2 separate regions of the Mus musculus genome follow, and region 1 is linked to region 2. The links are chromatin contacts, called in public Hi-C maps. All regions are on one chromosome and are shown on one strand. The core of a region is the stretch at or near the end of the contact, and the rest is flanking DNA. Distances in the headings are between cores, read along the strand shown.

The links. Hi-C and Micro-C count contacts between places; a contact is called where the count stands out from the background.
Region 1: a Hi-C map of cerebellar granule neurons shows a contact between it and region 2, with 4 times the contacts expected there. The contact joins two enhancer-like sites. A contact is called at or near these places in 1 of 39 promoter capture datasets (liver), 6 of 484 Hi-C or Micro-C datasets (the AML12 cell line, cerebellar granule neurons, cerebellum and 3 more), 2 of 115 datasets of contacts at active chromatin or transcription factors (the SCID.adh cell line and neural progenitor cells) and 1 of 9 other capture datasets (pancreatic islet).

Annotation. Positions count from the first base shown.
Region 1 is chr9:94,523,145-94,528,156 of GRCm38.p6, reverse strand. It overlaps Dipk2a (divergent protein kinase domain 2A), which reads left to right. Exons shown (of 3, transcript NM_001033145.2): 2 at 3,462-3,765. Among named protein-coding and RNA genes, the nearest start is that of Dipk2a, 12 kb to the left of the region's middle. Within about 2 kb of position 1,501, at least 30 of the 459 cell types and tissues checked have an H3K27ac peak or open chromatin away from gene starts, as enhancers often do. A contact at or near this core is called in cerebellar granule neurons and cerebellum, where this site is marked.
Region 2 is chr9:94,394,178-94,399,608 of GRCm38.p6, reverse strand. No RefSeq gene overlaps it. Among named protein-coding and RNA genes, the nearest start is that of Gm46148, 76 kb to the left of the region's middle. Within about 2 kb of position 3,943, at least 9 of the 459 cell types and tissues checked have an H3K27ac peak or open chromatin away from gene starts, as enhancers often do. A contact at or near this core is called in cerebellar granule neurons and cerebellum, where this site is marked.

The DNA of each region.
Region 1 (5,012 bases), core at 252-2,751, 130 kb before region 2:
GGTGTTATGATACAGACCAGTGCAGGGTTATTCCCCCTCCGTGGTCTCTATTTAAGCCAACCCTAAGTGTGTTTATTAGACTGACTGACTGTCAATGTGGTAAGAGCATCCCAGGTGTATGCTAAGGTATGAAACTGTGTTCTTAGTGAAAACAAATGCCCATGAAACTGTAGCACATGGGAGTAGTAGCTTGTCTGGGAGTATGGAGTTGGGGGAAGAATTATGTTCAGGTATTGAGAGGTAGAGATTGAGGCGGGCATCTGAGTTTTGCCTTATAATTTCAAACTCCTTATTCTCATATGCTGTGTAATATTTTCCATTTAGTGTAGGAGTTCTGTTGAAGACTGTATGTTATATATAGAAAATATTACATACCTGCGTTACAGCCAATTCCCATAATCTTTGTGTGTGAATCATGTATGAGCTCCATGGTTTTTTTCCTCTTGTTTTGTTTTGTTTTTGTAGAATAGAGGATGACCTTAGTAAAATTCTGCATCTTAGTCATTTCCAGGGCCTCACACATAAAGTATAAGTGTTCTATCATTGCACCATATGCTACATACAAATAATTTATATGTTTACATTAATATTCTAGCATTGTCTTTGTGCTGTCACTAATTTAATTTTTAAAGTACATTGATAGAAAAACAAATATATAGGTTTACAACTATCTTCTACCTTTATGCAGTCTTTACTTTTATATCATCGATAGTCTATATTTTATACATATAATAATTTACAAACATTTATAAAAAGTTGAGAGGACCTGCTGCATCTGTCGTACTGTTCTAAGTCTGAAAATTTGCCTTCGTTTGGGAAGCACTTGCACATTTTTCAATTGTACATAGTAAATAAGTAAAATAATTGCATATTTCAGATTAAATGAAACTCTTTGGTTTCAGATAATTTGAATATCTGGTCTCCAGATTTTTGTTTTAAGTAAGGAAATCTAGGCCTCCATAATAAACTTTTTAATCCCAGCTACTGTGTTTTATATCTGTAAGAGTTTGCTAATCAGGAAAAAAAAAAACCCTTGTTTTCAATATTACTTTATATTTAACAAATCCAAGCTCTAATGAATTCAAAATGTCTTTCAAATTCTGCTTGGCTATGGTATTTTGTTTGTACGCCAGGGTTGTTTTAAACTTGGCTTCCAACCCTGAGCCATTTTTTGTTTTTTTATTTTTTTGTTCTTTTGTACCACAACGTGTTTAATAAAAATCTGTTCTCATTAATGAATAGTGCTTTGATTATATAGTGAAATAGTGCTGTCTTATAAGCAAATGGTGTGACTTCAGTGATGAAAGCTCTTCCAAAAGAGTAGGTAGCAAGCTACACGAAAGAATTGTCTCTTAAAGCGAGGCATACGACGTCAGTTAGAAATCATGAGCAGTCACAATGCTAATGTAAAAGTTGCTCAATATGACATTTGTTCATCTATTTTGCCCTCTTCTATGAGGGGCGGGTAATGAAGTGTACATTTGACTGTCCTTTGCCAGTTGGAAAGGTTCCAAAAACAAGGAGGCATTTGTACATGTGCAGATGTTGGCAGGGATCCCCTTTCTCTTGTTGTCAAAGACCATTTTATTTTCACAAAGATGTGCTTGTGTCTGTTCTACAATATGGCGTGTGAATAGTACGCTGAATGGAGATGGTTTTGTTTTTCTTTTTACATGATAAAATAATGTGATCCCACATACTTATTAAACTTTTAGTGTTCCATTTTTACGTCAGAATGCATTCACACTTCTTATAAATAGGCAAGTCGATTGTAGCCATTTGTCTAACAAAAAATGTCAAGGTCATGAGATATTTTAAATAGAGAGGAAAGTTGAAACTGTGTGGTTTGTGAACAGTTTTTGCACCGCACGTTTCACGTGAGTGATCTGTCTGTCACTTTTCTCAGCTCCCAAGAGAAATAAAAATATTGTTAAGGATTAAAAACACATTTACCTCTAATTTCTAAAGACTAAGTAGCTCTTGTCTCTGCCCCCAAAGTGAATTTATTAATTTACTATATTTAAGATCCATGATCTCTTTTCATATAAGTAGTATTTTGTCATAGAATACTTGTAAAAGTTATATATGCAAAGTATGGTGGTTGTGTATACTTAGACTTAAAGGGGGTGCAAAGTGAGAATGTGTTCTAAAGTTGTCTCTCTTCTAGCATGAGGACTTTAGAGACAATCTGTACAATTAAAAGTTGAGGCAAAATTAGCCTTGCTTTTTGGGTTTTGCTGTTGTTGTTGTTGGTTTGTTTGTTTAAAGAAGAAAGGCCATACCTCTGCCTCTTCAGGTGTATGTAGATTATCCAGAGTTTGAAAATAGAAGCTCCTTCTCTGGGGGGTTTAAGGTTTGCCGTCTTCCTGGTTTATCTCACTCCTTTAATGCTGGTTTAAGTATCATTTCATATTTTTTTTTCCAGCTAAGAACAAGACTGACACAAACCTGGCCTTGCAACCTTACACATGAAAGTAATATTAACTTCTAACCATCTTTTGTTTTTCTCCAGTATTCATTTTGGTTACAGCATATTTAGTGGTAGAAAGTATCTTTGATGGGGCCAGGGACATTGCTCATTTGTAAAGCCCGGCATGCACAGAGCCTTGAGTTGGATTCCCAGCATGGGATCACGGGCAGATCTAGGTGATAATTACGTTTAAAATGACTTGTTTATGCTTTTAAAGACATTACTTTTGATTTAGAACTAGAATCTTCCTAGTAGCTAAAAAGCCCATTAGAAAACTCCACTAATGTGAAAAAAAAATAATTTTGAGGCTGGAGCAAGGGGAAAAGGTTGAAACAAGACGAACTCAAGTCCGTGGGTGCTCAGAATGGAGGCCACGTTGAGACCAGAGTACTCTTTCCCAGGCCTGGGTATTGTTAAGCATCCAATAATCCTTCCCAGCATTGTCTTGACTGCTTCTGGATTGGTTAGGGCCTCTAGAAGTGTACAAACTTTAGTGTAGTTACTAACACCATAGGATTTGTTCAGTGTCTGTTCCTCTAAAATAAAAGCCTGTAGCTAAACAAAGCTTCTATAGTTCGTCTTTATTGCCTACATAGCAAGGTACTTAACCAGGTAAATAATTACTAGTTGGTGTATTTTTCAAGACTATTTATTTAAAGAAAACCATTGATTGCTTGTATGTGTAGAAATCAAAAAGATATAGAAAGGTATAAATGTTTTTAGAATTGGTACAAAGATAGTGACTCTTGCCTTGTATTGGTAAATTTGTTTCTGAGATAGTGAAAAGTAGTACTTGTCACAGATTTCGAATACAACATTTTTCACATTCTTTCAGGTCTATGGTAATGGTTTGAGTGAGGAGGGAAGATGAAATTTGTACTGAACTGTACCTAGGAGGAATCCCCTGTCAGCTTCTGGGGTGCGGGGGCGGGGGGGGACCCAAGGTAACTTCATCAGACTGTATTATAATATTAAGATAATTCTTTTGTAGAGTTTTCCATCTGATGAAGGTTGGCCATTTGCAAAATATCTTGGAGCTTGTGGAAGAATGGTGGCTGTAAATTATGTTGGAGAAGAACTGTGGAGTTATTTTAATGCACCATGGGAGAAGAGAGTTGACCTTGCTTGGCAGTTAATGGAGATAGCAGAGCAGCTTACAAACAATGACTTTGAATTTGCACTCTACCTCCTGGACGTCAGCTTTGACAACTTTGCAGTTGGTCCAAGAGATGGGAAAGTAATCATTGTGGATGCCGAAAATGTTTTAGTTGCCGACAAAAGATTAATTAGACAAAGTAAGTATATAATTTTCAGATTTATCTATTGTACATTTTCTGTGTTTAAATGTTATATTTCTGATAAAATTGCACTCTTTTTAAGATGAAAACCTTGTATCTTTTTTTTTTTAATTTTGTATGACCAGGATCAGCAATTAGAATTTTCTCTATATTTAGTAAAATATCTGTGTTTAAATTAGTACAGCCCACCCATTCCCTGGATCACCTTGACACAGATTGGAGACTGCTGTGTCTCATGAATTGCAAACAATTTATATAAGCTATAGAAATGTTGGACCGTAGAAAGCTTTATATTATCTTACAGTCATTCCTTGGTATGTGTGGAGTCTGTGGAGGTATGTGTACATGTATGTATATATCTTTTGCCATACTGTGTTCTGTAGTGTAGGACACAGCTTGGTAAACTCGGTCACAACGTCAGAACAGGTTACATAACAAATGTGGGGGTTGTAGAAAAATTTGGTAATAGTCAAAGAATTCTAAATTGTGCAACTAACAAAAATGAATTCAAAATCAAGTAAATAATGAATATGAAGTATTTATGCCAGTGATTGCCTGTGTTGTATCATGTAACTTCACTACAGCCTAGATTTGGAACTCTGTGCTGTGCAGAACACAGCTTACTGTCACCTCTTACATCATTAGTCACTGCTGCCTGGATCACCTTGACACAGATTGGAGACTGCTGTGTCTCATGAATTGCAAACAATTTATATAAGCTATAGAAATGTTGGACCATAGAAAACTTCATATTTTCTTACAATCATTCCTTGGCATGTAAATATCAAATAGTGGTGTTTTAGATTGTATTATGTTAGAATATTTGATATTAAAAATTACTATTTTAGTTGCTGGCTTAAGTTTTCAGTTTTTTAAAAAAAAATCACTTTTTGTTTGGGATTAGGACAGGATGACTAGTAAATTCTGAAATGGCTCTAAAGATAATTTTGCCAATATCTGGTGGGTGCCTAGACACAGTAGCGTTCTCAGCATTGACTATTACAAATCCACAATATCCAGCTCTGAAAAACGAAGAGATGTTCTTTGCCTTGCAGTATTATTAGGTACTTAACTGAGAGTTAATTCTTGCATAAAATTAAATACATGTTCATCTCCTTGGTATGAGTTTTTCTTTTCTTTAATAAATGATGCAACTATATATCAAATTGTTTTTGAATTGTTTTATGGTTTCTTGCTGTCAAATATTTGATTTATATTCATATATATATATACATATATATGTA
Region 2 (5,431 bases), core at 2,694-5,193:
ATGCGACTCCCCTCTCCAACAGAGGATGAACACACACTATGATTGTGGGAGAAGGTAAAAAGATCCAGTAGAGAGAAAGGCAGACAAGTGGTACCTGGTGAAATATGACCTTTGGGAGGAGGCAAGTGGATGGACCTAATAGCTCAGTGCTATAACTGTCATGCATATCTTCTATAACATGCCAATATGAAAATTTAAAGCTACACAGAATAACTGGAGAGTCCTGGGGAGCAATTGCATATCTGCTGTGTAAAATCCACTGTTTTCATTTAGCCACATCCTACTTTGCCTGTGTCACACGTTTCCTATATCCATCCTATGTACTTCCAGTGGGTCAGCTTATGTTTCATAATATGTTTCAAAATAGGTGGCAGAAGCAGGTCTATTTTACTCCTATACATTGAAGCACATATATTACTAACTTGCTATCTAAGTTTATCTTCAGTTGAGATAAGTCTTGATATGTAGCCCAAGCAGGTCATAAATTTGTCATCCTACTGCCTCAGCCTCCTGAGTACTAGGGTACTGGTGTGTACAATCACATATTGCTTCCAAGTTTCTTTTCCATTGGAAGGTCCTATTGTGTTGAAAGTTCTGTCTATAACAGCTCTACTACTCTAACGATATGTCTGTCTTACTTATATTTTAAACTCCAAGCAACTAACATTTTATACTGTTATTGTAATGTTAAACATCTTCAATGATTCTTTCATATTATAAAGCATGACTGTTAGAAAAATTTGGAAAAATACAAACCGAGCTTAAGCAAGTTGGCTTTTTGATGAGTTAACTTCTAGAGAAGTTAGAATTGTCACCTAGAAGGCATGAAGTTTGACATGTCTATATACCAATTACTACAGTAGTCTTCAACATCCATTAAATTCCAGGTAGCTCTTGTAAAGATGCATGGCCAATAGCATTGCAGAAGCCACTAAGCCTTGTGTCAGTTATGCTTTCCCTGGTCGAATGTTGACCTGGAAGGCATTAAGAATCTAGGCTCAGTAAGAACTTTGACTGCTTTTATTGATAATATGTTATAGGTGTCTTGTAATTTTTATCTATTTATTGTTGTATGTTTATTTATGTGTTTACTCTTTTATATTTGTGTGCATGTGTATGTATTTATGTGTGTGTATGTGTTGTGTATGTGTGTGCATGTGTGGTGTCTTTGTCAAAGATCAAGTGTTTGTAAGTGTGTCTTTTTATTTCTGGGTGTTCAATTCTATTCCATTGATCAACATGTCTGTCTCTGTACCAATACCATGCAGTTTTTATGACTATTGCTCTGTAGTACAGCTTGAGGTCAGGGGTGGTGATTCCTCCAGCTGTTCTTTTATTGTTAAGAATTGTTTTTGCTATTCTGTTTTTTTGTTTTGTTTTGTTTTGTTTTGTTTTTTGTTTTTGCCTTTCCAAATGTATTTGAGAATTGACCTTTCCATGACCTTGAAGAATTGTGTTGGGATTTTGATGGGGATTGCATTGAATCTATAGATTGATTCCCTTTGGTAGAATGGCTGTTTTTACTATATTGATTCTGCCAATCCATGAGCATGGGAGATCTCTCCATTTTCTGAGATATTCTTTGATTAATTTCTTGAGAGACTTGAAGTTATTATCATACAGGTCTTTCACTTGTTTGGCTAGCATTACCCCAAGATATTTTATATTATTTTTGGCTACTGTGAAGGGAGCTGTTTTCATTCTCAGCCTGTTTATCATTTGTATAAAGGAAGGCTACTGATTTATTCGAGTTAATTTTATATCCAGCCACTTTTCTAAAGTTTCTTATCACCTGGAGAAGTTCTCTGGTAGAATTTTTGGGGTTGCTTATGTATACTATCATATAATCTGCAAATAGTGATACCTTTATATTTTCTTTACCAATTATTATCCCCCTGATCTTTTGTTGTTGTTGCTGTCTTATTGTTCTAGCTAACACTTTGAGTACTACATTGAACAGATATGGGGAGAGTGGGCATCCTTGTCTTGTCCTTGATTTCAGTGGGATTGCTTCAAGGATGTCTCCATTTAATTTGATATTGGCTGTTGGTTTGCAGTAAATTGCTTTTATTATGTTTAGGTTTGGGCTTTGAATTCCTGATCGCTCCAATACTTTTAACATGAAGGGCTGTTGTATTTTGACAAATGCTTTTTCTGCATCTAAGGAAATGATCATGTGATTTTTTTCTTTGAGTTTGTTTATATAGTGGATTATGTTGATGGATTTTTCCTATATTAAACCAACCTTAAATTCCTGTGATGAAGCCTACTTGATTGTGGTGAACGATGGTTTTGATGTGTTCATGGATTCGGTTTACAAGAATTTTATATGCATACGTGAGATTGGTCTGAAGTCTTCTTTTTTGGTTGGATCCTTGTATGGTTTAGGTATCAGAATAACTGTGGCTTCATAGAACAAGTTAGGTCGTGTTAGATGAAATGCCAGACAGTAGGGAGAACGAACTTATAGAGCCCACCTCCGGCAGGAAGGCAGGACATCAAGTGAGGAATGGGGTTGCAATACCACAATCTCAACTCTGATCTATAATAGTTCCTGTCTGAAAGAATTACAGGGATGGAAATGGAGATGAGCCTGAGGAAAAGAAGATCCAGCGACAGGCCCAAAGTGGGATACAGCTCAAGGGGAGGTCCCAAGGGGAGGTCATCGAGCACTCACAAAAAGGGACCTAGCATGACCGCACTCTGGAAGACCCAGCAAACGGCTGAAAGAGTCAGATGCAGATATTTGCACCCAACCAAAGGACAGAAGCAGCTGACCCCTGTTGTTGATTTAGGGAAATAAGCTGAGGAGAAGGGCAAGCCTGTAGGAACACCACCAGTCTCAATTAATCTGAACTCCTGAAATTTCTCACTCAACCACCAAACATATCAGCGTACACCAGCTGATATGAGGCCCCCAACACACATACATTAGAGGACTGTCGGGTCTGTGTTCATTCAGAGATGATGCACCTAACCCTCAAGTGACTGGAGGCCCCAGAGAGTTTAGAGGTCTGGTGGTGTTGAGGGCAGGGACATCCATGGGGGTGGGGAGGAGGTATGGGATGTGGAACAGTCAGAGGGTGGACAGGGCAGGGAAATAAAATATGGAGTGTAAAAAAGTAAACTAATTAATGAAAAATAGGGCTAGAGAGATGGCTTAATGGTGAAGATCTATGTTCTTCCAAAGGACCCACATCAAATTCTTAACACTCACATGCATTTTATAACTACCTGTCACTCCAGTTCCAGGGGATCTTATGTCCTCACACAGATATACATGCACGCAAAACACTAATGCACAAAAACAAAATGGACAAAACCAACCAACCAACCAACCAACCAACCAACCAACCAACCAAACAAACAAACAAAAAACTAAACTCGTCTGGTTTCTCCATCCTAGGGAAGGGCACAAGGACACAAGTGTCAATTGAGACCAGATTTGTGTGTGCTCTGTGGTGAGAATGGCACCTCAGCATTGGCACTCACCAGGGACACGGGCCACTCATGCCATTTGGCCTCCACAGGACACTGTTGTGTGTGTGCATGGATGTACAGCTGTATCATCTTAGACTATCCCTTTACTGACAAGGCAGTTATAATTGCATTTATTGTTGCCATCTCATTAGTTTCTTCATTCATTCATTTATTCATTCACTTATTGTTTGCTTGTTTGGTAGCGGTGAGACTGGAAACATGGATTTTTAACTTGCAGTTTGATTACTTGCTTGCCCAGCCTGTATGGTAGGCAAGTTATTACAAGTGTTCTCCCTATAGAGTCTTTTGTTAATGGGTCCCAGATAAACCACAGCTTTAGACCATTGTGCACATATATTTCATTACAGGCCCAGTATTCAGGATTGAAAAGGTGAAGGGTAGCTCTTTAAATGTTTTCCACACTAGCATGTGGGAATCTTTCTTACAACACAATAGCCTTTCACAGTTCCCCTCATTCTTTTTGAGTAACCACGAGTGAGTTTTTAAACTCTCAGAGCTACACACCCCTGCCCTTTCATTCTTTGCTTTTTCCTGCAGTCAGTTATGTTACCAGTGCAGACAAGAAGGAAGCCAAAGAAAGGCGTCCAAGAAGAGGCTGCTGAGGGAGAGATCCCTGCAAGGGTTCTCCCCAACTAAAGCCTTCACATAGATTTGGAGCATGGACAGGATTTAATGGTGACAGCGGTGTGCCTGCTGCTTACCAAATGTTGAATTCTGTGTTGAGAATGATAATTACTGACTCTGAAGAAGAAACACCATCATCCCTGTCCTGATTACTAATTAATCAGGGACTAACCGATGGCACTTCAGCCAGCGACTCCGCTTCAGCAACCCAAGTCATGCTTAAGAGCTGAGAGGACTCTGGATGCCCTCTCCTGCCTGCTTAAAATCTCCTTGTTAGTTTTCTTTGGTGACTTGCTTCATTTTTTGGTCCTTTGTTCTGTTTTCAGAGAAGTGGCATTTGGTGAGCAGAGTCTGCCTTTCAGAAGGCTCGAAGAAGAAATCCTGGGGCAAGGCACTGAATATTCCTCCAGTATACACATTCCCTCCTCCACACTGACAAGTCAGATTTGTCCTCATGGACACTTCATTGTGTGTAAATCAACCAGGTTATATCTATAGCTAATACCTGTTCACTAGCAAAACAATTAGAAAACAGAAAATAAATAAAAAATTAATCATGATGTTACTTTCATAATATCTTTCTTTTACATGTGTGTTATTCATTGACTGATTTATTAAATCATGCAGTAGCATCTTTTCTAACGATTGAAATTTTATAATCTTTTCTTTGGCATTAAATCTGTTTTGACTTACAACTTGTTACTGTTTTGGGAGTGGAGGAAGCCTTGTGGCCACTGTGTGTTGTTCAACATGTTAATCTCAAGGCTTTAAGGCCCATGGAAATGCCAATGCCTTCTCCTTAGCATGAAGCTTGGAAAGATGACAAAGCCTTCCATTGGCTTGAGTGCGAATGTTGCCAGTATGTGCAGACACTAGCAAACATAGCTTCCAGTTCCTAGATGAGTGCAGTCTGTGGTTTCACACCTACAGGGGCCTCCTCCTGCGTCTAGCTCATTTCCCCTTGTGCTTGTGGTGTCCATAAGGAAAGCCTCGAGATTCTATCATTGCTTGCTGCAGTAGTTGGTGCTGCCCTTCCAGAGAGAGCACAACCCATTGGATCCCAACTTTTCTGTATGTGTGTCTGCTTCTTTTTTTATTCCCCTTCTTCCCCAATCAGCTTTCAAGGATCAAGTTGAACTAGTTCAGAATTACTGGGTCATCCTTAACTGAACACAGACACAGAAATGTATTTATTTCAACCCTCCAAGTGAACATTTAGCTCGATTCTTCTTCATTCTTGTATCACAGTAAGGACAGTTCTACTTTAAGGTTTTTGACATATTGGTACACTGATGTTCCGAAGCTG